Linked DNA regions of Mus musculus: regions 2, 3, 4 and 5 are each linked to region 1. Evidence: chromatin contacts called from public HiChIP or PLAC-seq and promoter capture Hi-C data. All regions are on one chromosome and are shown on one strand. The core of a region is the stretch at or near the end of the contact, and the rest is flanking DNA. Distances in the headings are between cores, read along the strand shown. Region 1 holds the start of Tbrg4 (transforming growth factor beta regulated gene 4). Region 2 has its middle 25 kb from the start of Tns3. Region 3 holds the start of Mtmr3 (myotubularin related protein 3). Region 4 holds the start of Tns3 (tensin 3). Region 5 overlaps Tns3 (tensin 3).

Region 1 (3,382 bases), core at 615-3,114:
CAGAGAATGAGGACCCAGAAGATTACAACAGATTGCCAAAGTTAGTAGGAGTTCAAGCAAAACAGTCAAGAGGCCAAGAAAGAAGCCAGCTTGAATCAGTCAGTGTGGAGAGTGTGGAGAGTGTGGAGAGGAGTTTTGAGCCAGAACAGCTGAGTTGACCAGCTCAAAAGAAGCTAGAAAGGGTGAGCTTATTCAGCAACAAGTCTCAGAGGCTGAAAACATTCTAGGCCTAGATAAGATTCTACAGAGGCTAGAAGCTTCCAGGACTAGGCCTATTTAGCAAACAGAGGCAGTAGGCCTCCAAGACAACAGTCCCAGCACTAAGAATTTTATACATTCTCAGCTGGCTGTGGTGGTATGTCCACCACTGCAACCCTTCATTTCCTTTCTGGTCCATTTTATCTTTGTTTTGTTTGTTTGTTTTTCCTTTTTGTCATTTTTGCTTTTGGTTTCCTACTAAGAAACTACTGTTTAATCCAAGATAGTAAAAATGTGTTTCCCCTTAGGAGTTTTATATCTATATTATCTCTGACCTTTTTGAGCTAAATTTTGAATTCAGCATGAGACTCTTAAACAAGAACCACCAAGGTAAAGCTAGTGTGGCAATATAATGCTAGCTACTGTAAGGCTAAAGCAAGAGAAGCTTCCCTGGATAATTCAGCAATCTTTTATTAACAAGAACCAGCGTTTACGCTTGATTTTAGCCACAAAGGAGAGAAGTAATACACTCTTACAAACATAAAGATTTTTCAAGGAAAATTTTAAGTTAAATTTTCCTTTCTACAAAATTAGGGCCAGCAGGATAACTTAGTGGGGACCTGGGGGTGGGGGTGGGGCATGTCTTTTGTCCTGCACTCCAGAGGCAGAAGGAGGGGGATCTCTGTGAGTTCAAGACCAGCCTGGTCTACACAGCGAGTTCCAAAACAGCCAAGGCTACAAGGAGAAACGCTGTCTAGGAAAACAGACAGTTAGTTTAGGGGCCACTTGACTGTGAGTTCAATTCCCAGATCCCACATGATTGGAAGAAACAAATTTCCCCAAGTTTTCCTGTGATCTCTTCATGCACACATACACCTTTGTCCCAGAGATGCCGTCTGTGGTTTCCTAGCACTGGGATTACTGGGAAAACTCACCTCCCAACCATCCTACCCAGCATTTTGTACTATCTCCTCAGTCCTGCCGTGCGCTAAGGCAGGGCCTTCTCCAGGTCGTCCCGGCTGTCCTAAACTTGGTATGTAGACCAAGCTAGCCACGACCTCAAAGATCCTTTTTCCTGTCTCCTGGCTGGGGTTTTAAGGTGTGTGCCACCACGCCCGGCTATTCTGCTTCTTGATGCAGGGCCTCCACAGTAGTACAGGCTAGCCCTCGGCCTCCTGCCTCCATTACTGAGATTACAGCAATTTATCGGTGTGCCGTTGTATACGGTATGTCCTTTACTTGTTTAATCTAGACAAACTGCTTGCATTTCCGAAAAGACCTTCAGCTGGAGCTACAACTCGCTTCTCTGTAATTACCCGACACCTGGCAATGCCTTCCCGCCCCGAACCCCAAAGTCAACACGGCGGTCCCAACTCACGCCTCTCCTACAGGACCTGTGAAAGGCCCAAGGGAGTGGGGCAGAACGGGCTGACATCAGAGTCGCTACCCAAACTCCGCACAAGTAGGAGACTCTGGCCCGACGTGCCCTGCCGTGTAGAATTCACCCTCTCCTTCCCGTCTACGTTTCCCACGACCAGGATCTCACTACACTTCCCAGTACCGGAAGCCTGAGCGCAACAAAGATGGCGACTGCGGAAGGGGCGGAGGGCGTGGCCTCCGTCCGGGAGCACTGGGCCACCTAGCTTCCGGCGGCGCGCCAGTGACGTCAGTGAGCGCGCCAGGCCGCGTGGAGGCCGTAGGCTGATGGAGGTCAGTGAGGGTGATCGCCGCCGCAGTCTGGCGTCCTGGAGAGACCGGGTTTCTGAACGTGGGTATCCGAGACGGGAAGCGTGGCTGGGAAGGGCAGCAGTTAGTAAGGACCGGCGGGGCTGTTGTGGGGGGAGCCAGGAAAGGGACTCTCGACACCGTGCCCCAAGGGCGCTGTTCGGTTGCAAATTCGGTTCCGGGCTGCGATTGCGCACGCGCTCCTCGGCCCGCGGTAGACACGAGGCCTATCCCGGGAAGCTCCGCTGCCCGCAGTGACCCTTGGCGTCCCCTGCCAGTCACTTTTCGTGTTTCTGCATTTTAGGTTTCAGGGTCGATATTTACTTAGTCGCAGGTCTTGAAAATCGGTAGTTTGCCAGTGCTTTTTTTTTTTTTTTTTTTTTTTTTTTTTGGTTTTTTGAGACAGGGTTTCTCTGTGTAGCCCTGGCTGTCCTGGAACTCACTCTGTAGACCAGGCTGGCCTCGAACTCAGAAATCCACCTGCCTCTGCCTCCAAAGTGCTGGGATTAAAGGCGTGCACCACCACGCCCGGCTCTCCAGCGCTTCTTTACTGTCTGGGTTCAGTAAGTGATGGATATTGGGTTTGGGCAGATGTCCCCCTTCTGAACCATATTTTATTTCCGTGTAAGTATAATTAAGCTAATCTTTTTACAGCTGCAGTAATGTGTTCACATAACAGTAAAATTAAGCTAGCTATATACCCGAATCCCGGAAGCAGAAAAAATTGAGGTGTTTTCTCCTTTAGTTGAAGCAAAGTCCAGTAACTTGTCTCATTTGGTTCTATCTCACCTTAGGGAACAAGACTGGCAGACTTGCCGAAAGAAACGTCATGTGGTTATGTAGCGTGTTCTCGAAAAAGGTAACATTTTGCAGGACTTAGAAAAAGGCAATGCCGTGCCCTGTGATTGGCAGAGAACGCAGTAGCCAGTTTTGCATTGTGAGATAAAAGTGTGAAGTGTAGTTGGAACAGAGCCTGTATTGTAGGGGTTGGATTAAGATTGGCAAGGTGGTGACTCTGGGTGGTGTTAGGGCTTGTTTGCGGTGATCGATTCAATTTGTGAGTTTTGCTTTAAGGGTTCTGGGGTGTGACTCAGTTGGAACTGCTTGTCTAGCTCACATAAAGGCCTAGATTTGATCTTCGGCACTGAATAAACCAGGAGTGATTGGCTATCTTTAATGTTAGCACTTGGGAGGTGGCCGCAAGAGGAATAGAGAAGTTCAAGGTCATCCTTAGCTATGTAAAGTAATTGTAGTCTTGTTTCTTTCTATGTATATAAGTGAACACGGGGACACATGCAGGCACACAGCCCGGGAGAGAGTCAGGTCCCTGGAGCTGGAGTTACAGGCAGTTGTGAGTCCCTCAATGAGGATGCTAGGGACTGAATTTTGGTTATCTGGAAGAATCGTTCGACTTAGAATATTTAAGCCAATAATTTTTTGATCCTGGATTCCTTTAAAA
Region 2 (3,382 bases), core at 623-3,122, 2.1 Mb before region 1:
TCACTGGGCTCTTCCCAGTCCTCCCCAGATGCTGCGCATGTTCCTTGGATAAGCTGATTAGGTGCCCACAGACCACCCTTCCCAGCAGCAGTTGCTCCCCCTCCATGCTCAGCTGCTAAGCTGGAATCCTTTCTGGGCAGGCTCCAGTAAGGCTTGCCCTTCACCTCTTCTACATCGAGCATTCTCATTCACTATTTTAATGCCAGTCCCCTCTGGCCACACCATATCTTACTCTCTGATCCCACGATCTTCTCTGAGTAAGCCTGAAAGACAAGAAACTTCAGAGTTGATGGTAGCTGTAACAAGAATGTTAATATTGGTTCTGGATGGAGCGGCTGTGATGGCCCAGGACTGGTACAAGCTTTTCACATTCCTTGGGGAGATGGCAGTATTGTCTGCCTCGCGTTGGGGGAGGGGGGTGGACCTCTAAGACGGAGAGATGAAATTCCAATTTCGCACAGTGACAGTTAGACAGTGAAGCTCCAGGCATGTCTCTAACATCAAGCCTTATGCATTTGTCCTGGCTAATTTTTATGTCAATTTGACACAAACTGAAAAGCAGGAGCCTTAACTTAGAAAATGCCTCCATATCAGGCTATAGGGCATTTTCTTTTTTTTTTTTTTTGGTTTTTTGAGACAGGGTTTCTCTGTATAGCCCTGGCTGTCCTGGAACTCACTTTGTAGACCAGGCTGGCCTCGAACTCAGAAATCTGCCTGCCTCTGCCTCCCAAGTGCTGGGACTAAAGGCATGTGCCACCACTGCCCGGCGGGCATTTTCTTAATTAGTGAAAGGAATGGTGATGCTAGTGATAGATGGGAAAGGCCCCCAGCCCATGAGTGTGGAAACACCCCTGAGCTGGTGGTCCCAGGTTCTGTAAAAAAGCAGCTTTCAAGCAGTCTCTTCCATGGCCTCTGCATCAACTCCTGCCTCCAGGTTCCCTCCAAGTTTAAGTTCCTGCCTCGGCTTCCCTCAATGGTCTATGATTCAGGATGTGTAAGCCAAAAAATTACTTTCCTCCCCAAGTGGCTTTTGACCAGAGTGTCTCATCACAGCAATGGTGACCCTGACTGAGATAGCACTGACCCAAAATTAGAGGAGAAAGACATTGATGGATATCTTACTCTTCCCCTTCCTGCCTTTGCCCCTCCCCCTCTTCCTTTTTGTGGGTTGTTGATGTTCCTTAAAAAAACAGAAAGAGACGTTAAGGCTGTTACAAACACAAGAAACAGCAGGCTCCTTTTTACTTTCTGGAGGAGGCAGAGCCTGGGGGTGGACAGTCTGAAGGTTTGAGGCTGTGGTTGAAGGAGGCAGAGCCTGGGGCGGGACAGTCTGAAGGTTAGAGGCTGCGGTGGGACCACGATTTTGTTTAGCGGCTGTGTGGATTCCCAAGTACGTCCACCCATTCGATTCTTCCCTCACAGAATTGGAGAACAGCCTTATATGTTTAAACGTGGCTTTGTGGCACACGTGTGTAATCCAAACACCAGGAGGCTGAGGCAGGAGGATCACCTCCAGCTACAGGCTGACCTGGAGCATTTGACAGCCTCCTGCTCTGGAGCCAGGCAGACCTAGCTTCAGCGTCCCTGTAGCCACTGTGCCCCGAACCTTTTCTAACCACTCCTCTGTGTTCTCAGCTATGAAGTGAGCAAATAGGCCAAGCCCTAAAAGTTTCTGGTGACAATCCCCGACCAGGTCCAGTGCAAACCAAGCCTTTGGCAGTGAGCTTGCCTCCTTATGGCTGAGACGCTGTCTGGAAGGGTGAAGATGTGTAGGGTAACAAGTATTTTTAGCAGAGACCCCTGACTCACGCAGCAGGGATTTTCACATGACCCCGAAATGGGAACCTGCTCGGTTTCTCTATCACTTTCTATGGCGCTGAGCATGGTTTTGGTTCCCTCCTTCAACCTCCCACTTCCCTCAGAAGCTTCTCACCCACACCTTGCCCCACTCCATCGGCTTCTTAAAACCACCATGTCCTTTAGACTTTTCTGTGGCTGCCCATTGCCCAGGCACGAAGCACCCTTCCTAACCCAACAACCTCTCTGCAGCCCACCACTACTGACACACCCGGACAGTCCTCTTCTGGTTCTCTGCCCAACCCAAGGAGCTAGCAGCAGACATGGAGGCTCCCCTAGTCCTTAGTCCTGTAGGATTCCAGTCTGCACTGCCCCAGGCCCCATCCCAGTATGCACTCCATGCAGTCCTCGTGGGGCATCAATCGCCTTGAACTGTTTATTCACCCTTCCAATGAGTTCACCTTCCCCGAAGGTCAGCAACTGGGTTCACACAGGAATGCAGTAACTTGTTCTGCAAGACCAGAGTTGTTCAAAGCGTTGCAACTGTACTCAGTGACTAGGCTAGACTAGATCCTCAGGTTCTGCCTCTGCTCACATCGATACCTTTCAGGATCCCCTTTTCCAAGGGTCACCCCAAATTTCTTAGTCTCCTGGGTATTAATGTAAGAGGGCAGTGTCTGTAAAAAGCAAGTTTGGGGTTTACCTGGCCCTGTGTGTCTGTCTGAGAGTGCTCATGGAGACTAGCACAGCACCATATGACCACTATATAGCCTGCCTCCTGTGGATGGGAATGCAGATGGAGTCTGGCTGTCTAGTCCTGGCTCATGTCTTCTCTGGAGGCTGCCTGCAGGGGCTGCATCACAGGAAGGCTCCTCCAGCACTGGAGTTCTGACTTCAGGTTCACTCACAGGCTTTTGACTAAAGACCTCAGTTTCTTCCCACATAGGCTACTCCAGGAAGCTAACCCTTGATGTACTGTATAGGTGTTGTTCCCCAATGTCAGCCATGTAGGCCTAGAGCCACCAATCCTTCTTTGGACCCAGTCTCCAAAGCCACACACCACTACCCCTGCCAGGCAGTGTTCTTCATCAATGAATCCAGCCCAAACTCAATTGACAGGACAGTAAATTAAGGCCCACCTTTGAAGGAAGGTGCAACAATGGAGGTATAAGTCAGCGTTGAATTCTACTGTAGCTTATTCTTCCAGAGAATGTGCGCTGAGTAAACGGGGACCTCACGCCTTGAGTATTTCTTAGAGTTCGAAGATATACTCTCTTTTCACATTCAAGCCATTCAGAAGCCAGGCACATCCCCAGATGGCATCCAAGTTTGATTAAGGTGCCATATTATGTAAGGTCCATGCCCAGCACCAGTGTACTGAACCCCACACAACAATACTGAGGAGGGCATTAAGAAGGACCCCTTAAATGTGAGGACCCTGAGTGTTTGTTGGAGTCACGGGATTTCTAGTCTGTGTCTAGCACCCTGACCAGGACAGACCCAGATAACACTTTAATGGTTGTCAGTTTTAGCACTCAACTCAGAAGGTGAAAATAAGGTGTACTTTGAAAGCTTCAACTCACCA
Region 3 (3,382 bases), core at 303-2,802, 2.0 Mb after region 1:
CTGTGTGTCCTGTTGTCCATCTATTTGATGCTCTATTTTTTTTTCTTGTCCCACAAAGGCCATGAGAATATACACAAAGGGAAACCAGGACAGTGGATTATAAATGAAAGTGTATAGTTTACTGCTATCACTACCAAAAGATTTTTTTTTTTGACCCAAGAGGTGCAATCATTGTACTTCCAATTTAGCCTGTGCTTTTCTAGTGAAGGTGAAAACGGAGACACAATCAGCTGCATTGAAGAGGAGGAAGACAGGTCCTTGGAGGGCGGTGGGAAGTCTTTGCTAACTGATCTGTGATGTAGTGCCTTCCTTGACCTTCCTTGAGATTCTGTGATGTGGTGGGTAGCCCAGAGAGTAATAGGACAGTTTGTGTTGTTATCTGGGCCTGGGTTTGAAGTTTAAGTTAAATTCAACTTATTCTGGGTTTTACTTTTTTTTTGTTTGTAAAATAAAGATAGGCCTGACCATTTATGAAGATTCAACTAGATAAATATAAACACTTGCTCTTCCATAATTAGGAGATTTGTCTGGCTATTGTGTTGTGCAATTTTAGGTTCTGGAGACATAATGACAAATAAGACAGCATCCTTTTTTTCTAATTATTCTTAAACTCCAGTGGGGGCAGAGAGGCAATAATGTTGAATACAAAGAAACAAATAATGGGGGGGGGGAGATAAACAATTTAACAAATACAGGGATAAATTTCATTTACTTGTCTTCTGATAAAAAATCAAGGTCATGTTAAAATTCATCTAAGGAAGTGAAATATCTTTGAGGATTTGTTAGGACCTAAGCCAGTAGATCTCAACCTTTAAACGCTGTGACTTTAATATAGTTCCTCACGTATGCTGACTCCCAACTTACTTTCCTCGCTAATTTATAACTGTAATTTTCTACTACCATGAATCATAATGTAAATATCTGAGGTTCAGGATATTTGAGACCCCGAGGACTGCTGACCTAAAATAAGGTATTACAGTGTTAGACTATGGGGCTCTTCTGGAGGCCAGTCAAAGTAGGGATTCTTTTCCCCCTTGCTTTTCTTTGAGCACTGAGGTTTTTTTTATTAGGAGCTGGCGTTGAGGCAGTTTGAACTTGTATTCTGGGCATAACTTATAGCACACTATATTTACATGCACGGTATTAAGTTAGTTTTATATTGACTATACTTGCTGGGGATATAATATCACTACTGTTCTTAGTTTTAATAGAAAGTAGAGTAAGCTGAAGTGCTGTCTTGGTCCATTAAGTTGGAAAAGAAGCCTGAAAAATCTTTCTAAACCTTGTTTTTCTTTTTCTTAATTCGTAACGGTTTATTTATTCACTTCTCATTTTTCTTTTCTTCCTCCTGACGCTTCTCTGCAGCCACAGTCTGGTGACTTGCAGCCCCGCCCACATCCTGGGGCGTGACCAACGAGCCAGGCCCCGCCCTCGCCCATCCCGTGACGGCCAGTCTTCCCCCCCGCCCCCCATCCCACAGCGGACAGCGCGCCGGAGCGTGCGCGCGCGCCCCCGCTCTCAGCTCCGATCGGTCTCGGGAGCGCGCTCTGTGTGGCCGCTGCCGCCATGTTGTTGTGGTTGTGAGAAGGCGGCGGCGGCAGCGGCGGCGGCGGCGGCGGAGCAGCCGGCGGAGACGCTCCAGCGGCCCAGGCGCTGGCCCCCGCCGACCCTGGCTGGCAGCCTCCTGGGGTGGCGGAGGAGGCCCTGCGGTGGCGGGCCTCGCCATGTCCTGCCGCCTGGTAAGAAGCCCACCCTCCGGCTCTGGTGGCGAGGAGGTGCTGGAGGAGGGGCGGACCTGGGCCGAGTGCGGCGGCTGTCACCGGCCGGGGAGGCGGCGGCGGGCCGAGGGCTGGGTTGGCCGCGGCCTCCCGGGGCAAGCTCTCAGAATGGAGCACCGAGGCCCGGTCGGGCGAGTCGGGGGAGGCGGGGTCGCCGAGCTCGGCGGCCATCCTGAACCTGGCGGTGGGTAACACTCGGAGTGTTGGGAGCTGCGGCTGGGGCGCCCTGGAAAACGCTCCCGGGCCTCCGGGAGGTGAGCGTGTGGCCCGAGGCCCTGGTCGAGACCGTGGGAGTCCTTAGTGGCGAGAGGCCGGAGGTCGTGCTGTTGGAAACCACGGGCGAGCTGTGCGGGCCTCAGCCTAACTGCAGCAGGGCATCCTCCTGACCTGGTAGTGCTTGAAGGGGAACGAAGGTCCAGGGGTGGTTGGAGGAGCTCGGGGAACACTGCTCAAGTAGCTCTGCAAAAGATCAGTATTATTTCTTGGGTTGAAATTGTACTGGATGTATTGCATTTCATGACCCAAGATGGTATTGTTGGGGCCAGAAAACTTATTTCAAAAATTGGAAGTAGAGTTTGCACACTCTGTTAGGCCACCAGGAGTCAGATCATCTCACTTGTGAGTTTTACACACAGGTTTCTGTTAGATATTAATGTTCAGTCATTGTCAGAATGAAGTTTACGTTTTTATTCTTCTTACTATCTTGACATCCACTTGGCTTTTTGACATTTAGGGTCTTTTTTTTTTTTTTTTTTGTATTAAAAGTGCATGTGTTCTTGTAGTGGAGGCTCAGCCTCGTTCCTCTTGTGAACAGTGAGCCGTCAGAAGTTACGATTGAATGGTAGATGGTTCTGTATCAAAATGATCTTGTTTGTGGGGATGTGAAGGAGGCCTTCTTTGAGATTCTGCAATGTTTCTGTGTTTTTTACTTGGAAACCAAATAACATGCGTTGATGGCCAGTGAAAGACTTCTTTTCCATGCTTGACTGAGTAGAAGAGTTTACAGAATGACACCGTTGTGGGTAAACACTATGCAATATGTTATTAAACTAAATTTGGAAGCTTCTAGAAGGTTAGAGTGATTGCCTATGAAGACATATTTCACCCCTACCATTTTTACTTTTTAGGTAACTGTGAGCAGCATAATGAATTTGTTCACAAGGCATCAGAACACATTTTATCAAATTAAATGTTGTATAGCTGAACGTATGTCCAAAAACCTAGAGGAAAATAAAGGAAGTGAGGCCTGAAGTCTGCTTCTGGCCCACAGAGGGGTCCTAAAGGTGCTTTCTAACATGCCAACATTGTAGTTACTTCTAAACCATCTGGCTCAGGTTTCCAGTAAAGTGGAGGGTAGCAGGGTGTGTTACAGTCATTTGAGACCAGGGTTGTGGACCTGGAAGGTGTACTGTAGGTTGTGACAAGTTCTTGAAATTTGCTCCAGGCTGTGAGGTATGGTAAAGTCAGTTTAAAGACCCTCTTAACAGCACTAGTTTTTGCTTTCTGTGATAAAGTGGAATTCTGAGTTACCAAGAGATAAATTCATATTTCAAAGGTGTGTTGAGGATTGTTACAGTTTTGGAAGAGGTGGAAGAAAGTGTTAA
Region 4 (3,382 bases), core at 598-3,097, 2.0 Mb before region 1:
ACGGACATTACGTGCACTGGCCCCCACTTCACTGTTCTAGAAACAAGGATCTAATTAGAGAATCTATCCCACACTGGAACTATCCCCGCAGGGAGGGCAGGGACAGGGGTCTGGGACCATTTAGTTTGGGTAGGGAAAACAGAGTAGGGAGATCTTAGCAGAGGCTCCTGGTACAGAGATGCAGAATCCCAGCCTTGCCTGGGGTCTTCCTTATTCTGAGCTATCAAGTACTTTCCCACATTAGCTCTTAAGGAGGGTGATTGGAACACCTTGTGGAAATTCTTGCAGTCCCTCGGGCAGCTGGGACCAAGCAAGGCAACCCAGTGACTGGAGGGCTGGAGTGAGTAGGCTGTTGGTAAACATCTGAGAGAACAGCACGGAATCTGGATAGTCTTGGATCCTCACCTTACAGTGCTCTGATCCCCACCACTTGGTTTACCTATGTCAAGTTAAGATTTTGGGGGTGTTTTCTTACCAGGTCAAAGGCAAAGGAACAGTTCCTGCCTTGTCCCCCTTTCTAGCAGAATGACTGTGACCTCCTCCCTATCCCCTCTAAAGGCTCCTTTACAAGCATCCTGTTCCTCACCCATGACCCGTGGGACTCCCAGAGGCTAGGGAAATGCTTGTTTCATTCCTTAGGGCCTGGGGCTCAGGGCCTGGGGAAGCTTTTGCCTCAGGCAACATCTCCTTCTCCCAATGTCTCCATTTCTCAGAGATAGGCATAGCCTTCCCAAACCTGGGGGAGAGGAAACAGGGTGTGGCCCGGCCTCTAGCCTGGCCTAGGATCCAGGGCCTCACCTCAGTGTTTGTGAAGGCTGCGCTGTAAACAGATCCACCAGATATTACTTTCCTAGCTCAGCTTCTCCACCATTCCTGGCAAGCCTGGCTTTTTCTTGAAGGCACAATATGGCAAGAATTGAACAGGTTTTGGTAACCTCAGACAGTGGCTGCACCGAGCAGATAGATACAATTTCTACCCTCTTTTAAAGCTACCTGGAGTGTTTTCCCGGAGTGGAATCAGAGATATTAAGGGCTGCTGGTGTCCACTAGAAACTGATGGAAATTCCATCTCATTTATGCAGACGTGTTTGAAAGACCATGCAATGGCATGCCATCATTCCCTGGAGATCGCAATGAGAAAATGGACACAGAGGCCCAGCTATCCGAATCTTGGGGATCTCTTAAGAAATCTTGCTCTGTCCTCATCTGAGAAAGGCTGTTCAGGAGATCTTCTTTCTCCTGTGTTCCTGCCAGCCTCAACCGTATTCTCTCCTGCTAGGTTCACTTTAAGAAGTCAAGGGACTTCTACCCAGCACCATCATCTCCTCCTGCCTGGTGAATTCTGGATGTTGAAGGGGCTGTTGGAGCATCCTGGGCTGTCTTAGAGACTGCTGCTTGATACACGTAGAGCCCCACGGGATAATAAGTCACTGGAGGGTATTGTAGGACTTCCTCCTGGCAGAAACAGCACTTAGACACACTGGATGAAACAATAAACTGGTTTTGCAGGAATGGGACTCGAACCTCCCTCCCCAGGTGCACTTACGTAGACATGGAACTGTTGAGCCTATAGAATACTGGGGCCCCCGAGGTATTTAGGGAGGCCAGCGAAGTGGGAGGGTATTTTAAAGAGCTCATCCCTTGGGTCAGGAACCCGAGGGGGTGAGTGCGGGGGGCGGGTGTCCAGCACCTGGAAACGCAGGACATTGTTAGGAAGATGAGACCAGGTGACCGGCAGGGCTCCGGTGCGCGGGCGGTCCGTAGCGATTGCCGGAGCCGCCTCGAGGGGGCCCTGCCGCGGGCGCGGGCGGCCAGCCAGGAGGACGGGCCCGCCCGCGAGCAGCTCGGAGCCCAGCTTCGCTTCGGCCATCGCCCCGCCGGACCGCGCTGCGGGTTCGCCCAGGTACCAGGGTCGGGAGCAGGGCAGGGGCAGCCACACGCCGCCACACTCTTTGTTTGGGGCCCCCGCTCAGGTTCCAGAGCCTGGGCGTTCGGGGTCTTGGAACTGGGTTGCAGCCGAGCAGACACCAAACCTGGGCGCGGAGACAGTTGAGGGTGTAGGGACAAGGCGCGGGGGCACCCGGGAAGGGCGCTTGGGATCCAGGACTGAGGACGACCAGGGGGTCTGCGGCGATCGGGAGTCTGGGGCTCAGCCAGGTCCTCGGGCCGACGCGGGCCGGAGCTCCGGGGCCGGCAGGGTCCTGGTCGCGGCGCCCGGCGCCTAGCTAGGAGGGCGGGGGCGGAACCACACTATCGCCGCCCCGGCCCTGCGGACTTTGCTCCCTGAGACAGTTAGGGAAGAGAAGACGGAGGAGCCGCTTGGGGCTGCAATGAGACTTCTCAGGACTTTACTCCCGCCTTTTCCAGGCAAGTGAGCTGTGTGCCTCTTTTCCTTTCCTTTCGGTTGCTTGGGAGCCAGGGGTCTCATCCCGCCTTTTCCCACTATTCGGAGGAGTACGAGTGCAGGCACAGGCCTGGGGGCCACCTGTGGCACGTGTCTCCTGGCACGCGGGCACTGTAGCTGACAAGTAGGAGGGAGGGTCCTGGGCCCCGGGGTTTCTGTGTAGTTCTGTGTTCTGCCCCTGGGGACGTTTGCTTGGATCGATTTGAGAGTCTATGCCGCAAAAAGAGACCCCGAACCCCTTCCTTCCCCAACTGGCATTCTGGCCGGTGCCAGCAGGTGATCCCGACTCTCTAGCGTGACTGAACACAAAAAGTTCCCTCCAGGGCTTGGGGCCAGCAGACCGCACTATCTAGGGTGACCACAACTGATTGGAACGCCCTCGGCTTTGTCACAGCCCACTCCAAATTTTGTTTCTTGAGTTGTGCCTTCTGCTCCACTGTATAGAGCTTCAAAACGACACCCCAAACCAAGAATACAGGAGCTACTATAGTAATAATGTGTACCCCATCAGAGCTAACCCTTTTGACATATTGATGTATTTCCTTGAGGCTTTGGTCTGTTCATATGAATACTTTTTAAAAGTGCTTTTAGTTTTTTGCCTGTTAAAAGAGATTTTTGACTGTCTTTGTGATTTTGTTGCTTCCCTCTTTGGGGCCTATGAGGTTATATTTGCAAATCAATCAACAAGTATTAAGAAAGGCTTTTCTGTGCTGAGGACCAGGAAGGGGGCGGGGATGGCTGCAGCTGGAAGCTGTAGGAGGCTAGGCCAGGACTTGGAGTGTGTGTGTGTGTGTGTGTGTGTGCGTGTGTGTGTTTATGTGAGGGAAGGGGGGCACAGACAAGGGGGTGCATTTGCTGGGTCCTGGAGAACTAACTGGGGCAATTGGTAAGAAGCCAGACCTCCGATAAAGTCATGGTGACTGCCCCCCCCCCCCCCAAAGAATGACAGAGGGCAATAAGGACCTCTGGCTGAGTGGT
Region 5 (3,382 bases), core at 637-3,136, 2.0 Mb before region 1:
CGACCCTGGACCCACACCACTTGCCCCCTTCCTGCTCCTAGTTATCCTCTGAGGGCACCAGGTATGTGACAGGACATAGGGCAGGTGGCGTGCCTTGGCTAGGGACTTTCCATGTGCCATCTTGCTGGGATTCCAAGGTACTCTCAAAGGTTAAAGCTTTAAAGAGAAGTTCAAGTTGGGCCACCCTGGGATCCCTGTATCCAGAAGTCTGAGGTAGGGAGTTCATGAGATTGAGCCCAGCCTGGGCCGTGTAACAAGACCCTGTCTCAAAAAGGGATGGGGGTGGGGATGTACTTCAGTGGTAGAGAGCTCTTGCGCTGAACTCTAGACAGCTTCCCAGCTCAGCAGGGTTATGACAAGCCTGTCCTTACGAATCTTTTTTATTTGCCAAATCCCTGTTGTTTCATTAGAATCTGTCTTGCAGCCAAAATACCCTCGGGGGAAAATAACTATTGGTGAAATGAACTAAGTCCGTCAGAGGAATGTGATAGGTCGGGGTCCATACAAGTAAACGTTTGTAGGTAGCAAAACTCTGGAGTCTACACCAGTGGCTCCTTATGAAAACATCCTTTTGTGACTGCGTCGGTAGGAGGCAAAGGCCGGAAGCTGCTTCCATGTCCCTGCTGGACCCACTGTTTCTTCACAGATGTATAGTGCAGGGTGCCCTTGCTTTGCGGTGGGTGGGTGTGTACCATTTGAAGTTTTTTTTTTTCTCCAAAAGTCTTAGGAGGAAGAAATCCTTCCTTGTTGTTCCACAGTCTGGGGAGAATCCAAGACTAGTGGTTGTGTGCTGTATCTGCCACGGTCTTGCTCCTTCCTCCCTTCTACTCACCTCATTCTGTGTGTGTGTGTGTGTGTGTGTGTGTGTGTGCGCGCGCGCGCGCGCGCGCGTGCGCGTGAGCGTGTGTAAAACTCAGTTGCAGTCTGTTGACTCAACTATCCCTGTTGCTGGATCTCCTTTCTCCATGGTGTTTGCTCACCTCCAGACTCTTCGATGGTTGGGAGGCCTCGTAGAGAGCAAGGCCAGTGACTTGAACACCTGCCAGCTCTCCGTCTAGATTGTAGTGCTGTTTCTGCTTTGTCTCCCTGCCTGTTGATTGGACACTGGCTGCCCCTTCCTCTGTTGGCTTTGCTGGAGTTCCCAGGTCTGTTCCTCTTGTCACTTGCTCTCTGACCTTCACATCCCAAGGTTATACCTAGTTGTGATTTCTTTCTCCTCTGCTCAGGAAACACCTGTTGCTAGAGCAAGAGCGAACTGTACAATCCAGCCCTAAGCCTTGGTGGGCTTCTATCTCTGTATGCCCAGGAAGGTCCAGCCACCACCCAGGACACCTTTTCCCCACCATTATCCCCAACTCTGGTAGATGACTGGCTCTGGCCACTTCCTGGTACGGAGCCACCAACAGTCTTGTCTATTGGCTATGTCCCCAGATTGGTCAGGTTTTTGTTGCCCATCCCCCACCCCCTGCCTTCCTTCCAGTCTGTTGCTCACAGATGGGGTAGCCAGAAAGAAACTTGTTAGGTTTTTTTTTTTTTTTTTTTGAGTTATATTTCAGCAGCATCTGGCCCTTCCTTCCATGATGCCTCTGCTTGTTGAGACCACAGGCTTGGTCCTTCTGCTAGCCACAGGGTCCTAGGAAAGCTGCTTGACGGTCCTGTCCCACAAAGGGCTCTGCTGCCTATCTCTGAAGTAAGCACTCTGTCCAGTCCTCTGGGGCCAGTCCTTGTCGATGACCTTGGTGTTTGTGTTTCCTTCTGAAGTCACCATATCTGTACTCCTAGATAAACTGCAGAGGCACCCTTGACAAAAGCTCTACTACACAGCTCTAGCCCAATTACCTGCTTTATCTCCACTGCTTTCTCTTTGTCAGTGAAGCATCTCCCTTATCGCTTATCAGAAAGGGAGGAGCCTGAGGCGGGCTCTGTTCTGGAGTCCAGCAGATGTAAGCATAGGTCCGCTGTCCTCCAGGGACTCCGGTGCTGGGAGGTTCTGCGTGCTGTGGGATAGACCCTTGATGGGCGACTACTTTGAAGAGGTTTCCTGGAGACACCTGTCCCTAGGGAAAGAGGTCCTAACACTTCAGCAGGTCTGAGAATGGTTGTCACCCACAGGCCTCCATGAGCATGGGCTCCTGTGCAGCTCCAGTGAGTCAGGGCTGCTTGTCAGGTTCAGACCTGGAGGGAACCATCTTAGCCCTCCACAGCAAAGGACCGTCTTTGCCCAAGTAGTGTGACCCTCAGGAGAGATGGAAGTCATTCCCTCAGTGTCAGGTCTAACACTGGGAATGACTTCCGTCTCTCGTGTTTTGTGTACCTTGTCGAACCACTGAGTGTTCCCCATGCTGGTGAAAGTAGATATATCATTGCTACTGTCATTGATTTCTGATTATACTGGGGGCATTCACACGCTGGGCAAATGCTGTACCATCGAGTGACATCTCCAGCCTCTCATTATTCTCTTTACAGGCTGCATAGTGTTAGATGTATCGACTCCACAGGCTGTAAGAGACTGCTGTAGACATGTGACTAAACCTCTCCTCAGGGTCCACATCTTCTTATCGTGGGACAGAGAGTCTCAATGGCCTGGCTGCCTACCCTCTTGTGTCTGTATTTGACTTCTGCAGCAGGCACTGCAGTTAACCACTCTGTTCCTTTTTTTGCAGCTGTGAGTACTGTAGCCGTTTCTGCTATAGGCACAGTGATGTCTCTGTTCATATTTCCCTACCCCCATATCTGGTCCATTTAGCAAATAGTCTGGTGCCGCTCTCATTGTCTGGCCTTGGACTGGGGGGTGGGGATAGACAGGGCCCTGGTAGAGCTCAGACTGCAGATGCTCTGATCAGAAGAAGCCTGAGAAGAAGGGCTCTCCGTGTCAGGACCATCAGTAGTACCATTTGTTCCTTGCTGCACACCCTAACCCTGTTCTAATGGATGGAGTCCTGGTGACTTCCCTGCACCACAGAACTTCATTGTGGTGATAAGGACACTGACACATGACAAAGATAATGAAGTACTTAACGGCCGGGGCTGTTTTCTATAGGGTATAAGGGAAGGCTTCCTGGAGGAGGTACATTTTGGCAGAAATTTGAAAGAGAGTAGAAAAACCCAGTTGATAGGAAAGACGCACAGTTGATAGGGAAGAGACCCAACTGATCTGATCACTGTTCTGGGGGGTTGGGATAAGATTAAGTTAGCCCGAGGGGCCCATGGCTTTTTACAAAACCTGATTAGGTGTGGGAGCGGTTTTGCTGGGTTGTGTGTCCTTCCTGAATCTCCCCAGCAGAAGCTCCACCTGGCTGGCTTTGAATGCAGAAAGGTCAGAGGTCAGGGTAGCTGTGGACTACAGGATGGGCGAGGAGATGAAGAGCCTGGCTGAGCTCTT

The links. HiChIP or PLAC-seq counts read pairs in DNA pulled down with a chosen protein or histone mark. Capture Hi-C pulls out chosen DNA fragments and counts their contacts.
Region 2: a contact with region 1 is called in an H3K4me3 HiChIP or PLAC-seq map of bone marrow-derived macrophages, with 6 times the contacts expected there. The contact joins the enhancer-like site here to the promoter of Tbrg4 in region 1. A contact is called at or near these places in 3 of 39 promoter capture datasets (cranial neural crest, embryonic stem cells and second pharyngeal arch cranial neural crest) and 4 of 115 datasets of contacts at active chromatin or transcription factors (bone marrow-derived macrophages, embryonic stem cells, large pre-B cells and 1 more).
Region 3: a promoter capture Hi-C map of adipose tissue shows a contact between it and region 1, with 2.5 times the contacts expected there. The contact joins the promoter of Mtmr3 here to the promoter of Tbrg4 in region 1. A contact is called at or near these places in 2 of 39 promoter capture datasets (cranial neural crest and pre-B cells) and 1 of 9 other capture datasets (adipose tissue).
Region 4: an H3K4me3 HiChIP or PLAC-seq map of stem cell-derived neural progenitor cells shows a contact between it and region 1, with 7 times the contacts expected there. The contact joins the promoter of Tns3 here to the promoter of Tbrg4 in region 1. A contact is called at or near these places in 11 of 39 promoter capture datasets (the C10 cell line, cranial neural crest, hematopoietic stem and progenitor cells and 7 more) and 5 of 115 datasets of contacts at active chromatin or transcription factors (differentiating embryonic stem cells, embryonic stem cells, extraembryonic endoderm stem cells and 2 more).
Region 5: an H3K27ac HiChIP or PLAC-seq map of large pre-B cells shows a contact between it and region 1, with 7 times the contacts expected there. The contact joins the enhancer-like site here to the promoter of Tbrg4 in region 1. A contact is called at or near these places in 4 of 39 promoter capture datasets (the 3T3-L1 cell line, liver and stem cell-derived epiblast-like cells) and 6 of 115 datasets of contacts at active chromatin or transcription factors (differentiating embryonic stem cells, embryonic forebrain, embryonic stem cells and 2 more).

The regions. Positions count from the first base shown.
Region 1 is chr11:6,624,549-6,627,930 of GRCm38.p6, reverse strand. It overlaps Tbrg4 (transforming growth factor beta regulated gene 4), which reads left to right and starts at 1,864. Exons shown (of 12, transcript NM_134011.3): 1 at 1,864-1,966; 2 at 2,718-2,782.
Region 2 is chr11:8,687,546-8,690,927 of GRCm38.p6, reverse strand. No RefSeq gene overlaps it. Among named protein-coding and RNA genes, the nearest start is that of Tns3, 25 kb to the right of the region's middle. Within about 2 kb of position 1,872, at least 83 of the 459 cell types and tissues checked have an H3K27ac peak or open chromatin away from gene starts, as enhancers often do. A contact at or near this core is called in bone marrow-derived macrophages, where this site is marked.
Region 3 is chr11:4,592,960-4,596,341 of GRCm38.p6, reverse strand. It overlaps Mtmr3 (myotubularin related protein 3), which reads left to right and starts at 1,552. Exons shown (of 19, transcript NM_001373897.1): 1 at 1,552-1,739.
Region 4 is chr11:8,663,000-8,666,381 of GRCm38.p6, reverse strand. It overlaps Tns3 (tensin 3), which reads left to right and starts at 1,847. Exons shown (of 31, transcript NM_001083587.1): 1 at 1,847-1,903.
Region 5 is chr11:8,637,580-8,640,961 of GRCm38.p6, reverse strand. The region is part of intron 1 of Tns3 (tensin 3); the gene reads left to right. Among named protein-coding and RNA genes, the nearest start is that of Tns3, 25 kb to the left of the region's middle. Within about 2 kb of position 1,886, at least 35 of the 459 cell types and tissues checked have an H3K27ac peak or open chromatin away from gene starts, as enhancers often do.